Regions from separate parts of the Zea mays genome. Here regions 1 and 2 are each linked to region 3. The links are chromatin contacts, called in public Hi-C maps. All regions are on one chromosome and are shown on one strand. Each heading gives the region's core, a stretch centred on a gene start, on an enhancer-like site or on the middle of the called end of the contact. The rest is flanking DNA. Distances are from core to core; before and after follow the strand shown. Region 1 holds the start of LOC100191502 (Serine carboxypeptidase-like 19). Region 2 holds the start of LOC100304222 (Calmodulin-binding receptor-like cytoplasmic kinase 3). Region 3 holds the start of LOC100383709 (Ankyrin repeat family protein).

What was found. Hi-C and Micro-C count contacts between places; a contact is called where the count stands out from the background.
Region 1: a contact with region 3 is called in a Hi-C map of leaf, with 4 times the contacts expected there. The contact joins the promoter of LOC100191502 here to the promoter of LOC100383709 in region 3. A contact is called at or near these places in 5 of 25 Hi-C or Micro-C datasets (ear, leaf, root tip and 1 more).
Region 2: a Hi-C map of leaf shows a contact between it and region 3, with 6 times the contacts expected there. The contact joins the promoter of LOC100304222 here to the promoter of LOC100383709 in region 3. A contact is called at or near these places in 9 of 25 Hi-C or Micro-C datasets (bundle sheath, ear, endosperm and 3 more).

The regions. Positions count from the first base shown.
Region 1 is chr1:109,427,287-109,431,988 of Zm-B73-REFERENCE-NAM-5.0, forward strand. LOC100191502 (Serine carboxypeptidase-like 19) reads right to left here and starts at 2,036. Exons shown (of 6, transcript NM_001136934.1): 1 at 1,601-2,036; 2 at 1,336-1,481. The coding sequence starts at 1,785.
Region 2 is chr1:109,468,334-109,472,604 of Zm-B73-REFERENCE-NAM-5.0, forward strand. LOC100304222 (Calmodulin-binding receptor-like cytoplasmic kinase 3) reads right to left here and starts at 2,019. Exons shown (of 8, transcript NM_001328350.1): 1 at 1,749-2,019; 2 at 1,307-1,628. The coding sequence starts at 1,613.
Region 3 is chr1:109,092,009-109,096,274 of Zm-B73-REFERENCE-NAM-5.0, forward strand. It overlaps LOC100383709 (Ankyrin repeat family protein), which reads right to left and starts at 2,909. Exons shown (of 2, transcript NM_001349056.1): 1 at 2,639-2,909; 2 at 39-909. The coding sequence starts at 2,835. The coding sequence ends at 330.

The sequences.
Region 1 (4,702 bases), core at 786-3,285, 330 kb after region 3:
CGTTTTGCTAGTAAGTAAACGGAAAGGTAGGGACGTAGGGTTGCTGTCGTCAAAAGAGATGAAAAATATTTAATGCCTTTGGCTCGCAGTGTGCCTGTATAGAGATAGGCAAATCCTAGGTCGATCGGGCAGGACATGAACCCTGCCGTCATCGTCGGCGTCATGCGTTTTGGCAGTGACCATATATATTTGCTATGCCATATGCCATCACTCTACTCGGTCACGGTCCTTCGGCGTCACTCTCACAATTACGTGAGACGCATGCCATTTTCATTTTAAGTCTATATAGAAAACTTTGCCTATTTAGGGCCTGTTTGTTTACCCCCCAGATTATATAATCTGGATTAAATAATCCTAAGAGGCAAACAAACAGTCCAGCTTATTTGCCCAGATTATATAATCTAACCCCTTGGATTATGATAATCCATAAGCAAGTGAGGAGGTGCTTATTTCAGATTATTTTTTTCCCACTTCCCCACTACCCTTTCAAGTTTCCTAGAAATTACCCACCATTGTCATTATAATCCACCTAATCGTTTTTGCGCCTAGTACTAGTCAATTTGGAGATGAAGAAGGTGACATGAATGCCTTCCGTGATAATATTGCTAATGCAATATTTGCCAATGTCAATTGAATTATTTTTTTTCATATATGAGTTTCAACCTAGTACAAATATAGAGGGTATTCTTGTCTTCCTCATACAAAAGAATCCTATTAACAACTCAAATAATCTGGGTAAACAAACAGGACTACTCAGATTATATAATCCAGATTATATAATCCAGATTATATAATCCTCCAAAAATAATCCAGATTATATAATCCATGGGGGTAAAACAAACAGGCCCTTAATGCCATGTAAACGTCCAGACGGCCAGCTCGGAAAATTATTTTGGGCCAGTTAGCTAGGAAATAGTAGGATGATGTCCTGTGTGTGTGCCAGCTGGCCACGGTGGACATAAACAAATATACTATATCGGGTGATGGTTGCCATCAATCAAATTAAAATGAACTACACTAGGATGTTCCGCCGTCCTTGCGTGTGCTGCCGGCGGATTTGGTCTACCGGCCGGTCGTGGCACGGATATCTAGCAGAAACGGAAATCGACCATAAATAATTTCAGTCGGAATTTTAAGGCGTTGTGGGAATTTCGAATAAAGATATATAAATATATAAAAAAATCGAAAATGGATACGAGACGAATCGCCAACAAATTACCGATGCATATACGTTTCTTGTAGATCAGTTGATTAATTGGCGGAGGATTATTAGCGACGAGGCAGCAGGTCACGCGCGCATCGATATGATATAGTTATTATTATTAATTAACTGACCGATCTCGAAGAGGAGTCCAGAGAGCGCGGAGCATCCGGGGCCGCCGGTGATCCAGAGGATGAGCGGGTCCTCCGCCGGGTTCCTCTCCGACTCGATGAAGTAGTAGAAGAGGCGCGCGCCGTGCTCCTCGTCCACCTCCACGTACCTGCATGCATCATATCGGATCGGATGAGCATGCTGGCACGGCAGGCATGCATGCATGCATCAGCTATAGTAGTACTACCTAGCTAGCTAGCATAGGAGTATTAATTAGATGTTCATTACCCTGTCTCGAGGTGGAAGGGCAGAGGGCCTTCGAAGCCCTTGATGTGCGTGATCACATTCCGGCCCGCCCCCGCCGCCGCCGCACTCGGGAGGCTGCTGCTCACGACGACGACGACGGCGAGCAGCGCCAGCACCGCCGCCGGGAGGAGGTGCGGCGAGCGGCGGCGGTAGTAGTAGTCGCCCATGGTGCCAAACACGCCCGCCAACGCCAAGACGATGCCGTCGTTGCAAATAACCCGCTCGCTGCTAGCTCCTAGTAGAAAATTAAACGACTCGATCCTTGGCTACCGGCCTGGCGCCTCATCGCTTTCTTTATAGTACTCACATCCGCAGCCGCTTTGTGTATTGTGGAGTGGTGGTCCGCGACGCAAACATATGGACTAGCTAGCTTAGCTACGCGCGCGCGTGTGCGTTTATCCGTCTCCTTCGCGCGCGCTATGGGCCAAAGTGTAGAGAGCTGAAAATTAAACACTCGGAAATATATGACGTAACATGTACCACCGAGTCATCTCGGTCGACTGCTCTTGTTTGCCAGACCGGTTGCCGTTGCATAGATAAATTGATAGGCAAGGGGTTTAGTTATTAGATCCGACCTTCTGCTAAATTTATTTGCTACCTTGTCCAGTTTTCTAATATCGCGGTTAATATAGCTAGCGTTGCGAGTGTCCAGTAGATATGTTGATTGCTTCAGAGAGAGAGAGAATGCAACGTTTCTTTTCCAAAACGAAATCTGAATTTGTTTCGTCAAGAATAATTGTAATATGTTCCATTTAATCACTACCAGAATTTGGCTCTTTGCTGAGTACCAAATATTTTGTCGAGTGTTTTTTTCGGGCTTGTCGAGTGCCACGTAAAAAACCATCGGTAAAAGAAAAAAACACTCGGCGAAGAAACTTTTTGCCGAGTGTTTTATTTTTGACACTCGGCAAAGACATCTTTGTCGAGTGTTTTTTGACACTCGGCAAAAAGCTTCTATGCTGAGTGTCAAAAATATAACACTCGGCAAAAGAGCTCTTTGCCGAGTGCTTTTTTTCAACACTAGGCAAATACAATTTAAAAATCAAATTTTAAAGCAGAAAATTAATTCAAATGAAAAAGTTTTCAACTACAAATTTGTATAACTCATCATGATGTACAATTTATATTTTGAACATTTCTCCATATGACAAAATAAAAATAAATTTGTTCATAAAACATATATTTCTCTCGTAGTTTATGAAACTATGAGAGAGATGTATAGAATTTATGCATATTGTTAGAACCATCATCCGAGGTGAATAAATGACCAACCAACCGAAATAAACTTTGTAGATCTTGAGAAGTTATAGAATTTTGTAGTTGACAACTTTTTCATTTGAAGTCATATTGTCAACAAAAACTACGTCTGAATTTAAAAAATTAAAATTTGAATTTTGAAAACGACCTCGAAAGAAAAAACCACCAACATAAAAGTTGTAGGGATTGAAGAGTTATGAAACTTTGTAGTTGACAATGTTTTAGTTTGAAATCATCTTGTCATGCAAAACTATGTTTGAATTTTAAAATTTGAATTTTTTTCAAACTACCTCGGATGAAAAAAACCACCAAAATAAAAGTTGTAGATCTTGAAATGTAATGAAACTCTGTAGTTGACAACTTTTTGATTTGAAATCATCTTATCATTGAAAAATTTATGTGAAGTTTTCAAGTTTGAAATTCAAATTTTGTAAACGGCATCAGATGTAGAAACTGTCAAAATAGAACTTGTAGATCTCAAACAATTATGCAACTTTATAGTTGGTCACATTTTCAAATGAATTCATTTAGTGCCTTAAATAATCAAATTATTCTTGGTTTGTTATAGTACATGAGGAATGAAAACGTAATATAGACATAATTGATGTAGTAGTGTAGTGTTATAGAAGGGTATGCGCGAGAGAGGTTGCGAGTTAGAATCTCACAATTTATAAAACATGTAAATTTATTTCAAAATAATAGTGAAAAATTATAGGGCGATGTGGTAATAGAGGTATGGTTGGAGAGTTGTTCCTATAATTTTTAAAAAATGTTTTGCTGTTTTTTTGGATTTTTTTCGATTCTTAATTTGCCGAGTGTTTTTCGACACTCGGCAAAGTCTTTGTCGAGTGTCCGAAAAAAGTACTCGGCAAAGAACTCTTTGCCGATAAAATGTTTGCCGAGTATTCTTTGTCGAGTGTTACACTCGGCAAAGGCTTTGCCGAGTGTAAAATGGCATTTGCCGAGTGTCTTAGACACTCGGCAAAGAACGTGATTCCGGTAGTGAATTTATGGCTTCTTCTATCTTTACGCTGCATATATAAGGTCCTCGTCCTTGAGACATAATGCCTCGAGAAATTATCTTGCTGCTTCTCAATCAAGAATTTCCTCAGACATATAGGAGAAATTCACAACACAACGGGACCGGAGATGATTTTCGGCGTCTATCGGTATTTTCAGCGGCATACGACTAGCGAGATAGTCCTTGGTGCACGTTATCTTTTATATTACAAGAGAGTTCTTCTAGCCAGAGCAGATAAGGGCGTTGCTGAGACATGCTAGACTGGGGCTGTCGGAGGCGTTGGAGCGAAAAGGGCCACACTGTTTGAGGGGGGCTCGTTGCAGCCTTGCGAAGGCGCCCCGTCGGCTCGGAATATCCCACATAGCAAGATAGTCCCGACGTGGTCGAAGGCTCGACTTCGCAGAGTGAAAGGCGCTGGGCACAGGTGAAAGCTACGCCGCTCAACGGTGGGGCCCAGGTTGCACTCTGTTACCGTCTGGGCCCATTTGTAAGCCCCTCTTTGTGGTAGGTTCCGTAGTATGTCTAGTCTGGTTGTACCTTACGCCACTATTGTCGGCATTTTGACCCCGGGGGTCCCTGGACCGACGAGTAAAATTGTCGCTGCGTGTCCAAGCCCTGATGGGTTGGCGTGAGATGGAACACAAGGGAGAAAACGTGGCTCGTGTTATCCTGCGCCAGGGAGATGCGCTCATAGTAGGGGTTACAAGTGTTCGCGAGAGAGAGAGAGTGAGCATGTTCGTCAGCTCGTTCTCTCGCGCGACCCTCTTGCATGAAGGCCCTGGACCTCCCTTTTATAGATGCAAGGA
Region 2 (4,271 bases), core at 769-3,268, 380 kb after region 3:
TTGATAGATTTTTTTCTATTACAAAACATAGAAATATTTTCATACTATTTACACATAGATATAGTTAATTATCATCCATGACTTCCTTCAGGGACCCATAATCAAGGGCTCGTTTTTCCACTGATGATTACGATGGTAGACCTCCCTCAATTTTCCACATGGTAATCCTCATCTGGGATTGCATTGATACATACATACAATTTAGAGACAAATTTATTTATACCAAATTGGACAACAAACTGGTCAAAATTTCAGAACTAAATCGAACCAGTTATAAGATTCCAGTTTACAGTTTGATTAGTCAGACCAACAGCTGAACTAGTTACAATAACATAAATTCTGTTTCTAACTAAAGTTGCAATAGCATCTTGGCGGTGGATATCTCTTCTTTTTAGATAGGGCTTAAGAGTTCAAAGATTTAAAAAGACACGGAGTCAATGTTCGGAAACATACGTGAAAAAATGACGCAATACCAATGCCTTGAATGGATCATGGAAAAAAGCAGAAACTAAACGCGTGAAATTAAAAGAAACGGACACAGTACCATGGCTCCGAGACTCGACGATAAAAGAACAAATATATTTATACTATTGTCTGGATTTGCAAGCCAATAATTTTGGAGCTTCATTTCCGTGTCGTGGAATCCAACACGATGTGCTGCACCGATTCGGAGTTTAGGATAGCTCGGGAAACAAAAGGTATTACTTGCATTAAACAAAAAAAATATAGAAGGGACATAAAATATTGGAGTAAGACTTTGCCTAATTTTACTTCTATATCTTTTTCTATTTGGATTAGGATTAGGATTCAGTTTACTTAGGATCAGATGAATCTATTTAAATTAGAAGTCCTAGCTTTTAAGAACATGTGTCTAAGTCATACATAATTTAGACGCTAATAGGTAGATTCATCTATTTTCTACTTCAATCTTTTTCTACTTGGATTCAGCTTACTCAGGATCAGAGCGATCTATTTGGATTGGGATTCTAGCTATCTTAAGTTACTTTAAGGATCTGTGTCCAAGTCGTGCCTATGTCATATAATAAAACAGGAGCCATAGACACATACCAGTGACAGTTTCCACATTCATGAAATTAGTTATGGGAAGACGGACAAAACAATGAGCAGAAATTTTGGCTCTTCAATATTAGGTATATAGATATAGATATAGATAGATGTATGAAATAAGTCAAGTAACTGATGCAGGTATGAACACCAATTTGAACTGTTATTGTCCTACAGCGCAGCAACAATTGTCCAATCCTTATCTGATTTAGCAACTAGGAGCAAATAAGAACCAACATACCATGGCTCTTTTCGCTCCCTTCACCACAGTACTGCTTTACGGCACTCCTCCACGCATCTGAAAGGTTGCTGCAGCGGAGGCATCCACTGCCAAAGTAGAAGCCGAGCTTCTGGCAGGCAAAAACGCGATCTTGCATCAGAACCCCATTGACCGACAGGTTAAGGAGGCCATCAGAAGCATCGAAGATGACAAGCTGATCATCTCCACAAGCAGCTCCTGCAAGGGTTAGCTCCGACGACGAAGCAGAAGCCAGAGGCGAGCAGCACAGGATGAAGATGAGAGCTTGGAGAAGAGCCAAAGGAGACATCGATGCGCGGCGGATCTAGTAAAGGCATCCAAAAAAGTTTGCAAAAAGTTAGAAGTTGGTAGGCATCGAATAGCTAAATAGCTTGAGGTTAGAGTTTCGCACAGCGGACGTGGAAGGGAAGGGGTGTGGAAATACCTGGTGGGCGCTCTTCGCCGGAGAAGAGATCGGCGAAGGCTCGGGAACCCAGCGTAGGGCGGCGGCTGCGGTATCACACCCAGTCGTCGCAGATAGAGAGGGAGACAGAAAGAGAGAGCACACGCGGCGTGAATATGACAGATGCCGCGGCGGCGGCTGCTGCCGTCCAACTAGACCCGATCTGGGAAGAGGGAGGATCGATCTGGACTGAGGCGCTGTATGCGATGCGAACCAGGCGACGGCGGCAGCGAACGGACAACACGAATAGAGGAAGGAGACGGGAACGAGAGGTAGTGGGCAGTTGGGAACTTGGGCATGAGATATTTGCTACTCTTGCCATTACAATAAAAAAACAGTAAGGGCCTGTTTGTTTACCGCCCAGATTATATAATCTGAATTAAATAATCCTAAGAGGCAAACAAACAGTCCAGCTTATTTGCCCAGATTATATAATCTAACCCCTTGGATTATGATAATCCATAAGCAAGTGAGGAGGTGCTTATTTCAGATTATTTTTTTCCCACTTCCCCACTACCCTTTCAAGTTTCCTAGAAATTACCCACCATTGTCATTATAATCCACCTAATCGTTTTTGCGCCTAGTACTAGTCAATTTGGAGATGAAGAAGGTGACATGAATGCCTTCCGTGATAATATTGCTAATGCAATATTTGCCAATGTCAATTGAATTATTTTTTTTCATATATGAGTTTCAACCTAGTACAAATATAGAGGGTATTCTTGTCTTCCTCATACAAAAGAATCCTATTAACAACTCAAATAATCTGGGTAAACAAACAGGACTACTCAGATTATATAATCCAGATTATATAATCCAGATTATATAATCCTCCAAAAATAATCCAGATTATATAATCCATGGGGGTAAACAAACAGGCCCTAAAGCTTGTACTCATAAGCACATCTATAAAGACAAGACTGTCGTTCAAACACCCCCTAGACTAACAAATAGGTGACTAATTATTAGTTAAATTTAGCTGAGTTAAACTAGCTAAAAAACTAACACCCTACCTAGAAATGAAACCTTTTCTAATAAATAAATTCCAAAAATAAATTATTTAGAATTCAATAACTAGAAAGTGATTAAATTCCATTTTTTATAGTTAAATAAGTAGTTAATAGTTAGCTAGATTATTAGTTGTGGTATTTAGATGCCTCATGCTAAATCTAATAGCTGAACTACTACCTCATATGTTTAAATGTCTACAGCTAACTATTGTATTTAAACAGGGCCTTATACTATAGATTAAATAGAGTTTAAAATATAATCAATATGAGAGGTCAAATCTGTGTAAGAATATTAATTATATACATTGTCGCTAAGACTTTTTTTTATATTTGATTCCAGATAATGTGTAGGATGTGCAATAATTGCTATCTAATACTGATAATATGTTTATCTTGGGATGGGAGGTAATACGTTAGAATTCGTATCGGCTGTATGCATACATTCTCGTAATGTCTATTGCAAGATTTGTGTACCCATGCACTTTATGAAATACTCTCTCCGAGTTTTTTATATGACACTATTCAGTTCAAAATTGAACTACCAGCGACATATACAAACCAACGGAGGTAGTAGCATCTAACATAAAAATGTTGTTTATATGTACCTTAACTTTTTTTCAATTATTATTTTTTATAAGCAGCTAGAGACGCCCAAAGTATTTCTTTTAACCTTCTACGGAGTCGCATGTTGAATTTAGTAGGAAATTTAGGTATAACTTAATCTATAAAGTAAAATAGTAAAATAGAGTAGCATGACATATGCATTCCGTATTAATAGGATTATGTTATTATCAGCTAAATCAAAGTTTACAACAGAGACAAACCCGCACGCAAGGTCTACTGAGCTGAAAAAACAAAAGGGACGAATATGTAGCGGGGCTAGCGTAGGCACCGGATGCGTTGTTTTATTTTGAACCGAAGAGTGGAGAATATTCTACGACAGTGCCTAAAATATATTTAAGGTCTTCTTCACTAATTCTACGGGATTCATATTGAAATGTATTAGGATATATTTTGACTTAATATATATTTAAATCGACTTAATATCACCCGATCTAAATGGGTTAAGGATGAAACGAACAAACTCTAAGTAAATAAGGTTACACATGTGTTAATAAATAATAGTCGGTTGCTCGTGCGTTGCGATGGCTTACAACAATAACTACGTAAACTATTCACCAAAAAAATTTAAGATTTTTTATTGATTGTCTCCGCTCTCTGTATAATATTTTTTTGATTTGGCTAACTGATATTATTGTTTACTCTATCCAATATGTCTTGATACAACACGACCAATGAAGTGAGCGATTATAATAGAGTTCACAACGACTGACTGAACGAACAGAGATTATAGAATGACATAATTCCACCATACAGAGACCAAATAAGAGAAAGTTTGTGAGCTCAAGTTTCTAAAGTAAGTCACATAAACTCAAACTTATAAAAAAGATATATCAAAACATGGAGTGGTTGCTAAAGTTAGGCGTCAATAAAA
Region 3 (4,266 bases), core at 1,659-4,158:
GTACCCATAGCATGGTTGACATGATGCACTTAGATCGTGTTTAAAAGCACCCATTTTTTTTTAAGAAACTGGTTTACAGAAATTGAGGTACAGTGACTCATGTGGAGGAGCTGCTCCTACAAATAAATGAGCCAGAGCTACATCCGTTTTCAAAGGAGCCAGAGTCCTACCAAACAAGCCCTTAGAATTTTCATCCATGCAATACATGAGAACTGAGATTCAACTTTGCACTTGTCTTTACATTCAAGATCGCCGTACAGACTAAGACTAGCATAACAAAACATCGAAGTGCACTTCTATTGCATCCTCAAGGTCAAGGCTGCTCGAAATCACTCCTCTTCCTCGTCCATGTCATTTTCACAAACTAGATGACCAAGAGAAACTTTGGCTTTTTTTGCTCCTGACAAACTCGACGCACCAACCAATTCGCTTTTCCTCTTCTCGCCCTGCTCTGCATCCTCCTCATCTTTCATAACCTCACCTGAAGACTTGCTATCGCCCTCTTTCTCGGCAGAATCATCCTTCTCCGATGGTAGCTCGGCACCCTTCTTCAAGGATTGCTCGCACTCCTTCAGGAACGCACGCACTTCATCATCCTCAGCGACATGTAGAGCTGTCTGGCCACCTTTGGTCTTTGCTGTGACGTCAACACCTTTCTTCACAAGGTACTTCACAAGATCCAGGTGAGAATTCTGAGCAGCAAAGTGCAGCGCCGTGAAGCCTTTCCGGTTCTTGGCTTTCACAGAGGCCCCAGATGCCAGCAGCTCACGAGCCACTTCTACATGGCCTTTCTGGGAAGCAAAATGAAGTGCTGCAGTGTCGTCCATTGCTGCAGCTCCCACATCAGCTTTGTGCTTGCAAAGGCATCTCACAACATCAACATGCCCAGCCCATGCAGCCAGGTGGAGTCTGAATGAGGAAATAACTTGTGTCAAGGAAACAGTATAATTCAGAGCAAAATCGACATTGGGTTCTACTACAGCAACATCATTTCCTGCTCAGTGCTCACCGAAAAACTACTGTCTCTATCTTTGAGACAATTAATTCAGAAAGAATGGTACACCAAGAAAGTTAAAATTTTACTCGCATTGATGCTAGCAGAATGTTCGGCAAGTGTGACATCATATATTGTATTTCACATAGTTGTCCAGTCAACCACCCCATTCGATAAGATAAAGCCATGAGTCAAAGCAACGGCCTGTTGTCCTGAGTTTAGCAACGAAGTCCAGGAACTACAGGTAGTAGATAAATGAGTTTGTTGCAGGATACTTTACTAAGGAAAAGTTTGAGTCCCTAAGTATTAAAAGAAAATTATCAGAATACATGGTGCAAGAAAGGGACAAATAAATAAATTTAATCATACATTACAAAGCACACCATCTGTCGGCATACACAATTCTGGGTGTAAATGTTCCACTAAAGCAAGATTCTTTCTATACTTTGTCATATCATTGTTGCAGATATAAACAGAAGGCGTTGATTGAATATGTTAGGGAGAGATCATGTGGCCGCCAAAGACCAAGTAATAATGCATTATACCAATAAATCAGTTTGCCCCAAGCTCAAATTATTCCTGGATGCTGCAACAATTAAAACATTTACACTAGAAGATGAGTATCTGATGTTCTATGTAACGAGGATACCACAGAGCTAAATGTCAAGTTGTATAGAACAATGATTAGACATGCTATATTGTATGGTGTAGAATGTTATCCTGAAAGACAACATGATTAGTAGATAAATGTTGTGGAAATGCATATATTGTGTTGTATTTGTAGCATAAAAAAGGGACCAAATCCGGAACGATGATATACGTGATAGGCAAGGGATAGCACCAATGTATAGTGAGATCCTAAGACGTGATAGATGAAAAGAGAGATTAGGGAAGACTGAAGTTGACATGTGAAGTAGTAAAATGAGACTTGGAGGTACAAAATGTACCCAAAGATTTAGACTTGAATAAGAATGCATAATAAAACAGCTATATATGTGTCTGAACCTTCAACCTTGACTTATGGTTTCTTGTTTCTGTTGGGTTTCAACTTTAGCCTACTTTCAAATGCAGGTTGTGTAGCATTGGCCTTATGGTTTCAAACTTTCAATGAGGTCCAGTTTGTAAACTGGAGAATTCTAACTCAGCCTGCAAATGTTCCAGGCCTCCAGCATTCGAAATATTGAAGACATTCAATTCACTACAAGTTAGTGACATATTAGAGGATGTTCAACCGTAGTTCTTGTGTGAGATAATAAGGGGAAACGATGTACAGTGTCTTATAATGTCCATGAATTAGAAGAAGAAAAGATGAGACGATGCACCATGTCATGTCATTTATATGTAATGGAGAAAGGAGAGTTCAAGATGTCGGATGAACAGAATTCGTGCAGTGTTGAAGGCTAGTTCATTTTGTGAAAGAAAAAGCAATAACGAAGAGCGGCCGCAGGAGCAATTCGCAGGTTTTGTTGTATTAGGGTTTAATGACCAAGGCTCAATGACAGACATCTAATTATATACAATCAATAAGATGATAACGATCCGTAACGCAAGGCACGGCTACTCGGCGCTTCTCTGCTAGTAATAAGATAGAGAGGGAAGGAGGGAGGGAAAGGGAGGATTTGCAGGGATGGTGGTGGTTCATACGGTGTGCGTGAGAGGCGATCCCTTGAATTGACGGCGAGAGGGTTGGACTCGCTCACCGACTCCACTGCTGCCGCATCACCAGACCTTGCAGCCTTGTGCAGAGGAAGATCTTCTTCCTCATCTCGCCCACGCCCTCGCCCTCGCCCTCTTCCTCTTCCGCCGCCGCGGCCGCCGCCGCCGCTGTGACGCCGTCCCATCAGTCTCGCGAATCGGTCAGGTAATTGGATCCATGACTTTGGACTGTAGCAGGAAGGAATAGACCTCACCCGTGACCCGTCCCAGACTCGCAGCATCTGAAATGGGCCTCATCGTTTTTAAAGTGGATTTCGGCCTTGTCCGACACTCTCCTTTTAAAAGTTCTGTCAATTCTATAGAGGACTTATACAAACAGACACGTTCAACAATTAGTGCAAGTTTAATAATATAGCTGAAAATGGAAATAATCTTAAACCATTTTTTATATTGATTTTATTGTTTGAGTACAATCACAATTATTTGAACTAACTAGTTTACTAAATGTATGTTCACAGTTTCATAAGATCAATCAATCTCTACTACTTATTAAAACTGTAAGGGGTAGACTGTCGTTCTGCCGTTTCACAATTCAGCCACTCGTTCTACTGTTCTATGATCTAAGCCGCACGATCACGCACCATCATCCGCTCTCAGATCCCGCCAACCAGCCCCGTAGACCGTTCACCCCATCACCCGAAAGGCCGAAACCATCGCTCCTCCCCCGAATCCAGAGCGGACCATGCGCCCAGGCTCTCCTCCGCTGCGTCGCCGCCCGCCCGCCTCGAGGTTCGCCGGAGTGGACCATGCGCCCGGGCTCTCCTTCGATGCATCGCCGCCACCCGGTCCGTCGATTCCCGTCCCGCCCCGCCCCCTCCAACGAACCCCCACTCCGGTCGCGACGAAATTATCGCGAGCGGGCTCTATTCCGATCAATTAGTCAGTGCGCACACCAACCTCCTTGCAAGCAACGAGGAAGGGAATGATGAAGTGTAAATAGTGGCTGACAACAGTGAGGAGGATGAGGCAAATAAAGGAGTGGAGACGACGTACATCCTCCTTGTCAGGTGCCATGCGAGGGTGAAATGAGATCTGCAAGCCTACATGTGCTCTGATTGTTCTTTCTTTTTTTCAATTGCATCGGTTCGATTCAATCTCAGTACCCAGAAATGAATTTAGAAACTAATGAGCCATCATGTGGTTTTTCCTACCTGTCGTGACATGGTCTCTGCAGAATCTGACATTCCTATTTACAGTACATGTACTTACTAATCGACTCTGATTCAGATGCTTGATATTTTTAATGCTGACAAAATTTACTAGGTCTCGTGAATCCTTCTAAGCTCTTGGCCAGCAATGACAAACAGATAACGAAAGCTAGAGAGGAGCCGTATGGGAGAGAAATCATGGAGAAGATAAACAAATAGCTGCTGGCTTGCGAGGAAGAGAAATGGCTGGAGGAGTACAATATGGTAGGTCTAAAATGTGGGTTTGGATACTTTGGATACATCGAACACTAATTTCAAATGTGGAAGACAGATAAAGACCAGGCAAACTATATTGAATGGGAGAGGATAAAGCCTATCAACATATGAGAGGTGATTATTTTAATTTGC